Regions from separate parts of the Mus musculus genome. Here regions 1, 3, 4 and 5 are each linked to region 2. A link is a contact called in public HiChIP or PLAC-seq data. All regions are on one chromosome and are shown on one strand. Each heading gives the region's core, a stretch centred on a gene start, on an enhancer-like site or on the middle of the called end of the contact. The rest is flanking DNA. Distances are from core to core; before and after follow the strand shown. Region 1 holds the start of Nsf (N-ethylmaleimide sensitive fusion protein). Region 2 holds the start of Wnt9b (wingless-type MMTV integration site family, member 9B). Region 3 overlaps Nsf (N-ethylmaleimide sensitive fusion protein). Region 4 overlaps Gm884 (predicted gene 884). Region 5 overlaps Nsf (N-ethylmaleimide sensitive fusion protein).

What was found. HiChIP or PLAC-seq counts read pairs in DNA pulled down with a chosen protein or histone mark.
Region 1: a contact with region 2 is called in an H3K4me3 HiChIP or PLAC-seq map of embryonic stem cells, with 16 read pairs. The contact joins the promoter of Nsf here to the promoter of Wnt9b in region 2. A contact is called at or near these places in 14 of 39 promoter capture datasets (the 3T3-L1 cell line, the C10 cell line, cranial neural crest and 8 more), 10 of 115 datasets of contacts at active chromatin or transcription factors (acute myeloid leukemia, embryonic basal ganglia, embryonic midbrain and 4 more) and 4 of 9 other capture datasets (adipose tissue, embryonic stem cells, liver and 1 more).
Region 3: an H3K4me3 HiChIP or PLAC-seq map of forebrain shows a contact between it and region 2, with 2.4 times the contacts expected there. The contact joins the enhancer-like site here to the promoter of Wnt9b in region 2. A contact is called at or near these places in 4 of 39 promoter capture datasets (the HPC-7 cell line, cranial neural crest, embryonic stem cells and 1 more), 10 of 115 datasets of contacts at active chromatin or transcription factors (embryonic basal ganglia, embryonic forebrain, embryonic hindbrain and 4 more) and 3 of 9 other capture datasets (adipose tissue, liver and pancreatic islet).
Region 4: a contact with region 2 is called in an H3K4me3 HiChIP or PLAC-seq map of embryonic stem cells, with 2.7 times the contacts expected there. The contact joins the enhancer-like site here to the promoter of Wnt9b in region 2. A contact is called at or near these places in 2 of 39 promoter capture datasets (the 3T3-L1 cell line and hippocampal neurons), 1 of 484 Hi-C or Micro-C datasets (nephron progenitors), 6 of 115 datasets of contacts at active chromatin or transcription factors (all in embryonic stem cells) and 3 of 9 other capture datasets (adipose tissue, liver and pancreatic islet).
Region 5: a contact with region 2 is called in an H3K27ac HiChIP or PLAC-seq map of embryonic stem cells, with 7 read pairs. The contact joins the enhancer-like site here to the promoter of Wnt9b in region 2. A contact is called at or near these places in 4 of 39 promoter capture datasets (the HPC-7 cell line, cranial neural crest, maxillary cranial neural crest and 1 more), 1 of 484 Hi-C or Micro-C datasets (embryonic stem cells), 9 of 115 datasets of contacts at active chromatin or transcription factors (embryonic basal ganglia, embryonic forebrain, embryonic hindbrain and 5 more) and 3 of 9 other capture datasets (adipose tissue, liver and pancreatic islet).

The regions. Positions count from the first base shown.
Region 1 is chr11:103,952,674-103,955,373 of GRCm38.p6, forward strand. It overlaps Nsf (N-ethylmaleimide sensitive fusion protein), which reads right to left and starts at 1,383. Exons shown (of 21, transcript NM_008740.4): 1 at 1,297-1,383. The coding sequence starts at 1,308.
Region 2 is chr11:103,748,457-103,751,156 of GRCm38.p6, forward strand. Wnt9b (wingless-type MMTV integration site family, member 9B) reads right to left here and starts at 1,365. Exons shown (of 4, transcript NM_011719.4): 1 at 1,231-1,365. The coding sequence starts at 1,313.
Region 3 is chr11:103,883,556-103,886,255 of GRCm38.p6, forward strand. The region is part of intron 8 of Nsf (N-ethylmaleimide sensitive fusion protein); the gene reads right to left. Among named protein-coding and RNA genes, the nearest start is that of Gm35311, 26 kb to the left of the region's middle. Within about 2 kb of position 1,351, at least 88 of the 459 cell types and tissues checked have an H3K27ac peak or open chromatin away from gene starts, as enhancers often do. A contact at or near this core is called in forebrain, where this site is marked.
Region 4 is chr11:103,609,792-103,612,491 of GRCm38.p6, forward strand. It overlaps Gm884 (predicted gene 884), which reads right to left. Exons shown (of 14, transcript NM_001033434.2): 2 at 128-199. Among named protein-coding and RNA genes, the nearest start is that of Gm884, 3.6 kb to the right of the region's middle. Within about 2 kb of position 1,255, at least 3 of the 459 cell types and tissues checked have an H3K27ac peak or open chromatin away from gene starts, as enhancers often do. A contact at or near this core is called in embryonic stem cells, where this site is marked.
Region 5 is chr11:103,934,520-103,937,219 of GRCm38.p6, forward strand. The region is part of intron 1 of Nsf (N-ethylmaleimide sensitive fusion protein); the gene reads right to left. Among named protein-coding and RNA genes, the nearest start is that of Nsf, 18 kb to the right of the region's middle. Within about 2 kb of position 1,417, at least 9 of the 459 cell types and tissues checked have an H3K27ac peak or open chromatin away from gene starts, as enhancers often do. A contact at or near this core is called in embryonic stem cells, where this site is marked.

The DNA of each region.
Region 1 (2,700 bases), core at 133-2,632, 200 kb after region 2:
GAGACATCACGTGTAACAAGGATTGGGAAATGGGCATGAATTTTAGGGATGCATTTCAGTCCGACTGTGGTGGGCCCAGGAGGTAGCAGGTGGTAGGCAAATGAGAGTCAACACACACAGAAAATCACCAGACTTTGCCACTGGGGGAAAAAAAATGGTTAGAGGAAAAGTCTGTGGGGGCAGAGGGAGGGTTTAAGAGACCAGTGCATTCCAGAAGGGCTGATGATTCAGGAGAGGGGCTCCTGAGGAGGCAAAAACAGACCCTGAAATAGTTAAAAGGGTCAGCTTGAGATAAAAGGGGGATTATGAAAAAAGGAAGAGAAAAAGATGGAGCTAGTCTGATGACCTCTACCGTCTCTTTGGGACTTTAGAATCTCATGACCTACAATTCTCTTTAGACAGGACATTTACATATATGCATACATGTATGCAAACTTATTCAAATATTCAGGTGTAAGTGAATCAGTCAAGCACAACGTTAGTCTGTAATGACGCAGTTAATGTCCCCAGGTTTCGAACAGGGCAATCTCTGGGCAGGATCCATCCATCAGCGATATTAGCTCTGATGCCTACTGCAATAACAGCAGTGACCTGGCCCCATCTCTCCTCGCCAACCCCAATCCTACCCCGCCGTCCTACGAGCTTAATGGGGAAGTAAAATGTAAATCCCTGAGACTACAACACAGCCTGCTGCATTCGAATCGACTGTCATTTAGAAAAACAAAACGTGACACCCCAAGTCCATCTGCACGAAAGACATTGCTGCTTCACAGCTGATATGTTTCTCCCCAGGAGATGGTCTAAGGTTAGCCGTAAAAGTAATTTGCAGACCTCCCCTCCTCTTTTCATAACATTCATTTAGGAAGAACTAGAAATGGGTTCCCACACCCTCGCCCTGACTGCAGCAGACTACACCCCGCGGTTATCCGGCAGTGCCACCTCAGAAACCCTCGGAGGAGTGTGGAGGGCACACAGCGCTCGTCAGAGGGGGGCTCCAGTGGCCACTACCCTCAAGATGCTTGAAGGACGAGAGAAACGAGCCCCAGGGGATGACAAGGGAAGCACTGGAGACCCGGGGGACGAAGAGACAACCCTCGGGGAGGACAGAGTTTCTGAGCAGAGCTAATCCCCTGCCGCAGCTACACTGTCTCGCCTCCAGCGTTGCTCTGACCTCCCTTCCTTCAGCGTTCCTGGGTGCTCAGCCTCGCGCCCCTTCCCCGGAGCCCTCGTGGACCTCGCAGCAGTCGCGACCTCGGGCGATCCGCTGCGAGCCCGGGCTGCCCGGCCGCCACTCACCCGGCCCGCCATCTTCGCGGACACGTCCGGCTCCCAGGTTGCAGCTCCGCACTCTGCTGAGCCCGCCTCCGCCGCGCGCGTGCTCGCCGGCAGCCGGCCCTCGCGCAGGCGCGCAGCCGCCGGGAGGCCGCGCCCGCGCCCGGCCGCGTCCCCGACGCCCTTCCCCATCCCGTGCGAGCGCGCAGTCCGAGCACCGCCATTTTGGCTGAAGACAAGCTGGCCGCCTCACTGCTACCCGGTTTTCACAAAGCTGGCCACGTGGCCTTTTAATGGACTTTTAGCTTTCTGCTTCCAGACCTCTTAAAACAGAATGCGCCGAGAAAACCCCGCGTGGTTGCTGGCCTTTCCCCCAAAGGGGACTGTGGAGGGGGCGCGCAATAGCTAAAAGCTGGTTCTGAATTCGGATTCTATTCGAATCCGAGCTTTTCTTTGCAGGCACACTTGTTTTGAGAGTGAATCATAATTATATATGCGCTAGCTTTATAGTTCGATATTTTCATTTATAAGCACAACTTCTATCTTTTTTAAGGTGTTTGTTTGTTCGTTTGTTTTAACGTGCATTGGTATTCCGCCATCCACCTCTGCATGTTCAAAACTCTATTTTGAGTCCTCAGGAAAAAAAAAAAAACAATGCCACAGAAAAACTAAAATGATTTGGATAAGACAAAATACCAGAAGATAGTTCTATAAGCAGCACAGCAGTAAAAGTCTCACACAGGAAACAAGACAGGTGTACCCTGTCCTGCCAAGGCTGAAAGTGAGACTTTTAGCATGTAGCAGGACTTCAGGGTTAAGGAGGAATGTTTGACATAGCCTCCTCATATCCGTTCCCTTATGTCCTCTTCAGCACTTTTCTCTAAAGTACTCTTGGGTCCCCTTACAAATATATAATGTCATTTAAAATGTATGCAACATGTAAAAATAAGACATGATATCTATGAGAATACATGAGATATTCAATAAGATTACTCCCTAAAAGGAAAAGTAAAGTTGGAGGAACCCTCTTAGAGGAAAGTCTCTGGGATGGAATGGGTACCTCTTCCTGGGAGCAAACCTGAAGACCTTGAAATACTCTAAAAGGGAGATACTAGGGGTAGGGGGTGCAGCCTAATCAGTCCTGAGAAGCACTCAGCAGGCCCAGGGAACAGCAAACAAAAGGGTGTACACACCGACAGGGATAAAAGGGAGCTACAGGGGTATTTCCTATGCTAGGGTGGTCAAGATAGGGACCAGTTTTTAGTAACTGGTAAGTCAGTAAGTCAGAACCATTCACACTATCAATATCTTCACTGTAATGAGTGTCTCTAAGAAAGGACTCAGAACTAAGCAAAAATTATATTTGCTCAAGAGTTACCTCTCTTTCCAAGAATTCTGTACAGGATCTACGTTCTTATATCATCTTAG
Region 2 (2,700 bases), core at 115-2,614:
TGAGTCGTGTCCACTGGGGCAAGTTCTTGGCAATGAACATGTCTGCTGTTCTGGGCGCGGGTCAAACGGAGATACTGAGTCCCCAGGAACTGAATGGTCCTCCCAGATCATCAGCAGGGACCTCCACTAGGACTGAGACTGACCATCCCTCCCCATATACTTCTGGGGAGGTTGCTGCTTATAACTCAGGTACATTTTAGCCAGAGGTCATGACCTGGAAATTAGCCTACATCCCTTATTCAAGCCGGTGAGGTTGCCCCTGGACCCTCACACCCTATGGTGGTTTCCTGAGATCAGCCTCTGCTGTGCTTGGATTGTGAGCCTTGCCTGACTAGGGATGTAACTGGAAGAAAAAGGCAATGTTTAAAGTTAAGCATTTGGAGCCTGCTTTGGGTTGAGGTGATTTTTAAAATCCATGATCCCTACCATCACCGCCACGCCCAACCCTCACCAAGTATCTTCAATCCAGAGTCAGTGAAGACATTTGCAGACAAATGCCATTTTGCTTCCCTCAATTATTTCCCTTGAGACTCACTCTCCAGGTATCACACCAGAAGCTATTGTTATTTTTCTAACCATGGACACCCCCAGATGGGCCTCTCTCCCTCTCTTTCCCATAAACCCTATCCTCTGGGGTTTAATTTGGTCGCACTTCCTCACCGTACAGTTCTTTAAGCATCTAACTAATGTGCCCCGCGGTCCCAGGATCTCCCACAACCTTGGATCAACAAAACTCTCAGCTTCCTCCCCACCCCTACCCACCTATCCCTCTACCCAGCCAGGTGTCCGGGTCCCAGCTCTGCAGGGAGAAAGCAAAGGATACTGAAATCGCAAGCAAAAAGTGTAGCTGGACGGAGTCCAGGATGGGGACATAGAGGGTACCGAGAAAGATCTGAAGAGGACATGAGAGCCCAGGACCGACGCTTGGACCTGCGCGGACAAGGGCGTATCAGGGGTGTCAGGTCAGGATCCCCTGCGCAAGCCGAGCTCCAGTCTGCAGTCTGACAGCCGCCCGGCAGAGGAACCGGGAAGCGCAAGGGACCTAGACTTGGTAGACTCGAGAAAGGGAGATTAAGTCTGAGCACAGAGAGCGAGGGATGGAGATTTGGGAGGGAAATGCGCCCTCAAAGCGATCGGGGTCCACCTGAGCAAAGGGCTGAGTTCGAGGCCTCGCAGGGACCCGAGCCGGGGGCAGGGCATACGGAGCGAGGGGACGCGACCGGCACTGACCCGAAGTAGGCGGCGGCGGCGGCAGCGGCAGGCAGCACCAGCAGGCAGAGCGCAGCCAGGGCCAGCGCGGGCGCGGGGCGCATGGTGCAGGCGGCCGGTGCACTCTCGCATCTCCTCGCGCCACTAGGCGCTCGTAGCGCCGCCACCAGCCGCCCGCGGGGCTTTAAACCCGGTAGGGCGGAGCGCGAGCGGCCCGGGGAGGGAGCCTCGCAGCCGGCGAGCCCCTCGCCCCATAGGCTCCGCCGAACTCTGCCCGCCCTGTTGTGGGAGGGGTCAGCAGCAGGCCCCTCCCCTTCTCAGGTGAGTGCTCACCTGGAGCCGCGCCCACTCCAGCAAAGAAGGCGGACCGTGTGGGACCCTGGCCCTGGAGAGGATTGGGGTTCTGGGGACCTAGGAGGTGCTGCCTCAGAGATGCCGCCTCTCCCGGGAGAGATGCTCGGGTGCGCGATCTCTGTATAGCAAAAGTTCGTGGTCGTCACTATTCTGTAGAGCGAGTTCAGCTTTCTTTGCTCAGGGATTCCGAAGGCTGAGAGAGAGGTCCTGCGCAGAGTCCTTCCCCAACAGCGGGAGACATTCATGTCCATTGGCTAGGAGGACTCTTAGACATAGAACCTCATACAGAGGGTACCTGCTCTTAAACACGAAACTGACAGCCATCGGCGGAGGTGTAAAGGGCTCTCGTATGACGACAACACTATTACTGGTCAAAAATTTACACTGTCTGAGGAGTGAGGCAGAGCCACAGAAGCAGGAGGAAGCGGACTCCCTAGATGCATAGAAGCCAGATCTCCATCATATAAAACGTGAATCTCCTTAGTGTTGGGCCTCAATGCTGCCTGTTGCTTTAAGAAAAAAAAAAGTTTGACTCCAATTCTTACAACGAAGCAGGGGTGACATCAGTCTAGGAAGGAGACATACAACCAAATGAGCTTTCAAACGCCTTTGGGCATCTTGAACACTGAGCCAAATCAAGCAAAAAGCCACAATCTGGCTTTAATGAATGTCAAATCTTGGTGCAAAATGTCAAAGAGAGGCAGGAAGGAAGGAAGGAAAAGAAAGAAACTAGACATGGAGTTAGAACATTGGGTGACAGTGACCTTGGCTTTGTGGAGGATATCGGCCTGGAACGAGGAAGATTTATGCCAGTTCTGACATCAAGCTGTTGCAACAGAGGAAACTTGGCTATGGTGGTGAGCCTCTTTGAGCTGTTTCACTGTGGAGCAACTCAGTAGCCACATGACCCTTTGCTACCACAGCTCTGTGGTCCTATCAAATCTGGTGGTCCTGTTTACTGAGGCTGCAAGGCCCAACATAGGCTTCAGAGACCTGGAATTCAACCACGTGAACTACGAATTCCAGACGTGAAACAGGGAGGATGACAAAGAACTGACAAGATTTTTGTGTAGATGAGATGTCAGAGAGGAGGTAGTGAGGTGTGGGTTGTTATGCCTGCAGGCAGGAGCCCAGCAC
Region 3 (2,700 bases), core at 101-2,600, 140 kb after region 2:
GGAAATGAAGTTTCAAAAATAGTTTTCAATTACTTGCCACTAACAAGCCAAATTAGCAAGACTGATGATCTGGGCTCCCCAGAGTGTCTCTGGGCTACTCTATAGGACTGTTTGTTCCATTTCTTAAGATGAAGATGACCTGTGACTTTTCTTCACTCTTCTGGGGACACTGACCTTCGCCATGTCACTGCTATAGTCCATGGTTTCTGTTGAGTGTGGTCTTCTTTACGCTACACTGACGCAGCACTCTATGCAGTGACTAAGTACTAGACTTCAGTGTTACTCTCGTAGCTGCAGGTGAAGAAACTGGAAGTGCAACACACAGGGTGCTCTTGAGAAAACGACTTGTCCTTATCTGAAATTAGAGTCTTAAAGATTCTCTCTGTAGGGGGGAAGTACAGTGGTACCACTGACGACAAGTGAAGAAATCACACGACACGACTACCCCTGCCAGAAGCAAGACTCTGAGGAAGAGGAAGAGGAAGAGCTTCTGGGTTGCCAGTGACATCCAAAGGTAGCATCGTTATGTCGAGAAAAGACGCGTTAAAAATTCTGGAAAACAATGAGATCTGCACTCCTGGTTAAGCTTGTAGGCAGAAAGAGAACTTCAGTGAAACTCATAAAGGCATCCTTTTTCATCACAGAGTAAAGCTCTGCCCAGGAACCATAGGCAGTATAATGTCTTTGACCTTTGGCCCAGCCCTCGAGCAGAAGGCTTATACTGCATTATGGGTAAGGCTGGCTCTTCTCCTGGAGGTTAGTTCCACCAATCACAGCCCATATCCAAGTCTTCAGGACAACCAGGCTTTGGAACCTTACTCTTAATCTTCCTCTCCAAGCCAGCAGTTACCATTTGACCATATGCAGCCGACTGAAGTGCAAGAAGCCGAGTGAGGGGCTCAGTGGTTAACAGCACTGGCTTCTCCTCTAGAGGATCTGGGTTCAGATGCCTGTGCCCTCATGGCAGCTCACAACGGTCTGTAACTCCAGTTCCAGGGGATTCAATGCCCTCTTCAGGCATGCACATGGTACCCCCACCTACATACATGTAGGCAAAACCCTCATAAGCATAAAAATAAAGATAAATAAACATGAAGCGCAGGAGGAGGAAGAGGAGGAGGAGCAAGAGCAGAGCAGCAAGGTTTGCAGAGGACCCAGAGTCAAGGCCTATCCTCATCTCAGCTAGACTCTCTCCAAGTTTATCAATCTCCTCTTAAGGAGACCCCTCCCCGGCTAGGTCCCACTTTCTTGGAAAGGCTCTTCAAGTCTTCTGTTATCCCTGGCCTGTGAGCCCTGAGCACAATATGGCCATAGAGCAGAGCTGGAGCAAATTACAGCAGTGTGCTGACTGACGGCGCCTCCTCCCCCACACTATCCAATTTCAGCTCGCTCGCAAAGGAGCGAGCGTGGGGCTTTGCTTTACTCTCATGCTCTCACACGCCTCTCTTTCTCGCCTTTGTTATCTCTTTTCTAATTCTCCTTATGAATTATTGAAATACTCAGTTCTTCTCAAGAGCTACCTCATGCCTCTAACTCTCGCAGGTGACCTAGATTCCCACTCCACAGATTTAAAGAAGAGATTATCTATCGGCTGTGACCTCCCGGCAGCTCTCTGCTTCACCAGCCACAGTGGCTGGCTGGCTCCTCCATCCCTAACCTCACCCATGGCTCTCAAGAGGAGCAGGCTCCCCTTCTCATCTCAGAGGTTTATATTTCAGTCATTTGTTTACCTACCTTCTCTCTGAGGTGACGTGCTGTTTAAGGGGAAATACTGTTTTATTGATCTTGAATCACAACTGCCCCAGCAGAATGTTTAGCCCAAACATAGCATAGCATGCACTCAAAAAAGAAGTGGGGGGTGGGGGTGGGGCAAACAGGTAAATTCTAGATTTCTTTTCTCCACAAATCAGAGTCTGAGGGAGGAGAATCTATTTTTCAAAATTACTTGAACCCTTTAATTTATGGGTCTCACTACTGAACTAATTTAAATCTGTAAAAGATTGTGTGTGTGTGCCAGACTATTTGCAGTGTCTAAGCCTTTCCTGATTATCAAAACAAACTGCTCATGAATAGTAGAATCTGAACTTTGCAATTCTGCTTTTGTAAGTGAAAGATGCTTAGTTTAATGTGGTTTGAATTAAACTAACTCACATCTTATAAATAGTTCACAAAATATTGCCATGAAAATTAAGAGAAAAAGCTGACGTGTGCACTTATGAGACGCATCATATATTATCTTTGAAATGACAATACAGTCGGAGAAACAGCGACAGGGTGTCTTAGCGGCTTCAAGCCGGTATCGGGGCGAGAATCCTTTCTAGCATATCAAAGAAATACACACTGACAAGAAGACTCCACAATCCAGCTCCATAAAGACTCGGTTATATGACTAAGCAGTGGAAGTGAGAGCTTGCTATTACTATTATTATAGTCTTTCCTGACTTAGTAAATCAGCACCGGCCTCTAATTTTCAGTGAATCATAACAACTGATTCCACTCAGCCCAAACCTGTACTAAGCTCCTGCTGGGATGAAGCACAGCGGGAGGTGTTAAGGACACGAGACGTGCAAAGAGCAGTCCCTACCTGCATGGAAAGCCGGAAGGACTCTACCCTAACGGATCAGTGAAATGCAGGAAACATCTTTGGCATCTACCCAAGAAAGACTGATTTTGCTGAGGTGATATTGGAAAAATGAGGAG
Region 4 (2,700 bases), core at 5-2,504, 140 kb before region 2:
TTGCGCAGAGGAAATGTCTTTCCTCAGACATAGTCACCTCAAAATCTGGACCAAAAAAAGGCCTTAGTGCACTATTTTGCATAATATTTGGAGAGAATATATCTATGCACACACACACACTACTCACAATTTCTCAGTCCAACGGTATACCTTCCATACATTTTTGTCAATGAAAGAAATATCATTTCCTTTGAAATTTCTGTGGAGAAACAGTTGATATAATTGAATAATAGGAAAAGAATAAACAGAATCAGTAAAAATCCTAACACCTTCATGGAAGTGCTCGATGCAGAATGAGGGACGCCACCAACTTTATGATTCCTGAATCTATCAGTCTCTGAGGAAGCACAGTTAAGAACGCCTGACTACTGGTGAGATACTTCCTCAAAAGGTCAACTTCTAATCTGACCCACCTTTTGGTTAAAAAGGAGAGTTAATTACTAAGTATTTTTACTGTGTCTAAATGAATTCCTTCTTTAAGCCCATAAAAATATATGTGATTTAAAATTTAATATGGTCATTAAAATAGGCAAATTTTTAATCACTATTAACTACTAAGAAACCATATTAGTAATACCAAAACTTTGCTTAAGGGCTGTCTGTTGAAGCCTGTGTAGGTGTTAGAAAGATGAAAAAATTATAACTAGTGAAAGAAATGTACTGGTGTGGAAATAGTTCTCAGACGTGCCACGTAAGGAAAAGACACAAAATCACTGTGAAAGGAGTTTTAGCTCATCTGTGAAAAACACAAATGAAATTGCATTTTGCACCCCAAAATCCAAGTGGGATTTATGTTATGGATGGTAGGGCACAGAAGAAGAGTGACAAGGTCTATGGAGTGAAGTGTATAAATTATCTTATAAACCTTGTATGTTTTGTTTCCATTTTGCATGTGTGCATGCAGAAGCCCAAGTTTGACGTTAATGGTTATCCACACTCACTCTTCTACTTTACTGAGACAGGGTCTCTCAATCAAACCTAGACTCTTGCCGATATAGTACATGTGTCAGCCAGATTGTTCCGGTAGTATCTAGCTTTCAAGCTGTAAGGTAGACTGTCAACACTAACCTGTCATTTACATGAGATTCTGAGGATCTGAACTGTAATCCCCATACTTGCAATTTGGACATGTTAACAACTGAGTGATCTACCCAGGTGTCCCACTCCCCCCACCCCATTTCCAGCCCTAATAATGGGATGGAGGGCATTGTGTGTGCTAGTCAAGCAATCTACCACTAAGCTGTATTCCTAGCCCTTTTGTCATCCTGAGAAAGTATCTTACCAGTACAGTCTAGGCTGGCCTTGAGCTTGTGATTCTCATTTTTCCCTAGTGCTAAGATTATAGGCACATGTCACCAAAAAGGCTTCCATGACATTTCAAAAATGAGAATCTATACATGAGTGCCACATGCTTAAAAGAAGCTATTAAATTTAGTTATGTTCAGTTTCTTTGTTCTTTGACTCACTTTGAGTATTTACCCTTCGTATGTTCTTACTTCAGTGAAGACTTTCTTGCTCAGTTTGAACATATTTTTTTATGTTAGAGAAGAAAAAAATCTTTTCACTTGATAGTGAACATCTCCTCTCACCTAAGCTAATTTTATGTTCACCAATAAAGGAAATGCCTACAACTGAACTCAACCCCCATGCTGCTCTCATTCCTGACTGCTGAGTCCATCTGTTAAACTGTCTTCCTCATCTTCATCAAGGCAAACTGTGGGCTCATTTTTTTTATTATTTTGAAATGAGCTCTCACCTATAAGCCCTGACTGGTGTGGAACTCGCTCTGTAGACCAGACTGACCTTGAACTCACAGAGATCTACCACCTCTGCCTCCTGAGTGCTGGGACTAAAGGCAGCATCAGTTCTCAACTCTTTAATCAGTCACTAAATCCTCTCCTCTCCTACTCTGTGGAGATTCAGGGTTTCCTTCCCACTACCAAATGGCCACAGTGGCTCAGTTCTCCCTCACTTTATTCCTAAATTTTGCTAGATCCTTCTACATGGTCATCGAGAATTAAGCTTTTCCCCTGGATCACTCAACACATGGGTGCTAAAATAATCCTATATCTGAGTGTTATGACACATGCCTATATTTGTTATTTAAGGGGCTGAGGCGGGATGATCATGAAGTCAGGACCAACCTATACTACATAGCAAGGTTCTGCCCTCCATTTAATAGTTTTTCAGTAGTTCTTGGAAATGTTCTATGGTTCTCTATAGCATACTGTGACTTTCAAACCACTAGAGTTGATATTCAAAGTATTTCATAATATGTCTCATTGCTTTCTCTTTGCTGGTAAGTGATTCCACTAAATCCTTATTCTTGTAGCTATGCCTTTACTTATGCTGTAATCCCTATTTTTACTTTATTTAAAAAAACACTTTGGGACAAAGGTTAAGATTTAACATAATATTCCCCCTTTCCTTGTCTAGTAATTCACATTCCAGAGAAAAACTTCATACATATATAGCTCCCATACTTCTTAGCCCTGAGTAGTGCACACAATGAATGTAAAATATAGAAAGCTAAGAACAAGAATGAGCTCTGGACAAAACTGAGAAATTTCAAAGTATTAACACCTAGCACTCATATATGCTAAGAACTAAGATAAATATTCCATGTATTTAACTAAGACTCACATCAGCCCTATGGAAGAGTAGCTATCAGACTTCCCATTTTACGGGTTATGAAGTTCA
Region 5 (2,700 bases), core at 167-2,666, 190 kb after region 2:
TCCTTGGCCAATTCTTATACACTCTACAGTTCTCAGCTTAGACAATACTTATTCTAGGAGACATTCTGGACAGCTGCCCCTCCCCACAGAACTGAGAAGACATGCATGGAAGCCCTGAAGATGACCTTCACTGTCTGCCTACACACTTGAATCATACCTAGGATAATTCTTAAGGTTGGAGACTAGATTTTGCTCATGTCCATACTTCCGGAGGACTACTCCTGGGCCTGGTACAGTGAGTGCTGGTTAATCGTAGATTACAAACCCAATTCAAACCACCCAAAGGACAAGTGTCCAAGGCAGTATCCCTTCAAGGTCATTTAGGATATCACAGAATTAGATTCAGATGACTTAATCACTACACAACTTGGGGCTAGGAAGATAGCTCTGAAGGTAGGGACAAGGGATCCACACAGCAAACTGGATGAGGAACCTAGCCATGTATGGGAGCTCTGAGTTTGGCCAAGAGCTGATATCTCAGTGGATGAAGAGTAATTGAGGGGTGATTCTTTTTTTTTTTTTTAAGATTTATTTATTATTTCATGTAAGTACACTGTAGCTGTCTTCAGACACACCAGAAGAGGGCATCAGATCTCATTGCAGATAGTTGAGAGCTACCATGTGGTTGCTGGGATTTGAACTCCGGACCTTCGGAAGAACAGTCAATGCTCTTAACCACTGAGCCATCTCTCCAGCCCCGAGGGGTGATTCTTGACATAATCCTCTTGCTTTATATACACACACAGAAGACATGTATGTACACAAATATGTGCACCTACACACATGCAAAAAACATACATCCACAAAGGCACACCACATACATATACATATTGGAAAAATATAAATCAATAAATGGAACAAAATTACTTCCATGACAGAGCCAACACAATAGAAACTTTACAAAATGGTAGGTTAACCTCATTTGTAAACCTGTTTACCTGTCAATGTCCTTTAATAGGAAGGGGGTGGGAATCTGTGGATATCATCTGGGCAGCCAATTTAAACAGATGCTACGAGGAAAGGGCCTCCCTATTAGAAGGCAGAAGCATCTGTGTTTTGGTGGTAAGCCAGGCAGGGTATCTCATTTTAAAACAAAGTGTAAGTCCCTATAAATAGTCAAGTTGTCTATTTACCATAGAAATGCCAAGGAAAAATTCCATACTTTTTTTTTTTTTCTAAAACTGACTTTGCCTCTAGGGAAAAAAAAAAATACAAGCCAAACACTACAGGCATATAGCCTTTTAAACATGAAATTATAATCAGTGATGGGTTGTTTTATTAAGGTGAGTTGTTCAAGTTACTGGAACACATAACTGCTTAAGGATATAGGAGTGTCTTCATTGTAATTTAAAATGCCAAACAGTATGGGTAGTGGGCTATAGGCCACTGGCAATTCTTAAAGAATGTCAAGGTTATCAAACAAAAGGGAACTCCAGTGGAAGTAATTATGACATCGGTCATTCCAGAGCCTTTAAACGGCAGAGAATTTGCTTCTTTTCAAAAAGAAAAAAGGGGTGGGGGGAGGAAAGTGCAGGCTTTAAGCAGGATTTTCTGGACAGTATTTCAGTTTGCCAATTTAAATAACACAGTCTTATGTAAAAGTTTCCTTTAGAAAATAGATTACTTGAGTGAACTTTTAAATCAAATAACAGCACGGTCAAATAAAGAAAAATTCAATATGAGGCAGCGAGTGGTAACGAACGCTCCTGTAATCCCAGCACTTGAGGGGTGGAGGCACGAAGATCAGGAGGTTAAGATGACCCTCAGCTACAAAGGGACTAAAGACCAGCCAGGACCACCAGAAACCCTATCCAAAAGGAAAGGGGAAAAGAAAATCAGAGTGTGCTAGCAGACTAGAAAGGGCTCATCACCAGACATTCCCTCCTACCCTGACTATAACCCTGAAGAACATGCTGTCTCTTCCTCAGGCCTCTCGCCTCAGGCCTTGGCTCCATTTCTCCAGAGGTTTGCAGATTCCCACAGGAAAGAGAGGAATACACAGAAACTTGCCCCAGGTCCAGCCTAGCTGACATGCCCCCACTCAAATATTTCTCCTAGGGGATCACTCTGAAGAACTAAGGGTTTAAAATTGCCCTTTCATGTGGGGCAGGGTGTGTGGGAGGGGAGGGGGCGTATGGCCCATGACTTCTATCTGTAATCCCAGCATTGGGAAAGCTGAGGCAGGAAGAGGAATGGCCACAAGTGTTCATGGCTGTTTTAAATGACCATCTCTGAGGAAGAGAAAAGAAACCTTCACTTTGCAACAAAGTAACTCCCAGACCTAGGACTAGTAGCATTAATGAAAACTTAGAATTTCATTTTGGAGTATCACTATCCACATTTCAAATATCACAAGTGCCTGATCTCTACCACTGCAGATGGTTCCAGTAGATACGATTGGTCCAGAGCAACATAGAAATGTTACCATAAATGGTCACCTGCAAGACCACAGAACCTCCTACACTATAAACTCCGATGATACTTGCAGCGCATGCCTGTAATCCCAGCACTTGGGAGGCAGAGGCAGGAGGATTTCTGAGTTCTGAGTTCGAGGCCAGTCTGGTCTACAGAGTGAGTTCCAGGACAGCCAGGGCTATACAGAGAAACCCTGTCTCGAAAAACAAAAACAAAAACAAGAAAAAGGGGGTTGTTTTGGTTTTGGTTTTTGGTTGGTTGGTTGGTTGTGTGTGTGTGTGTGTG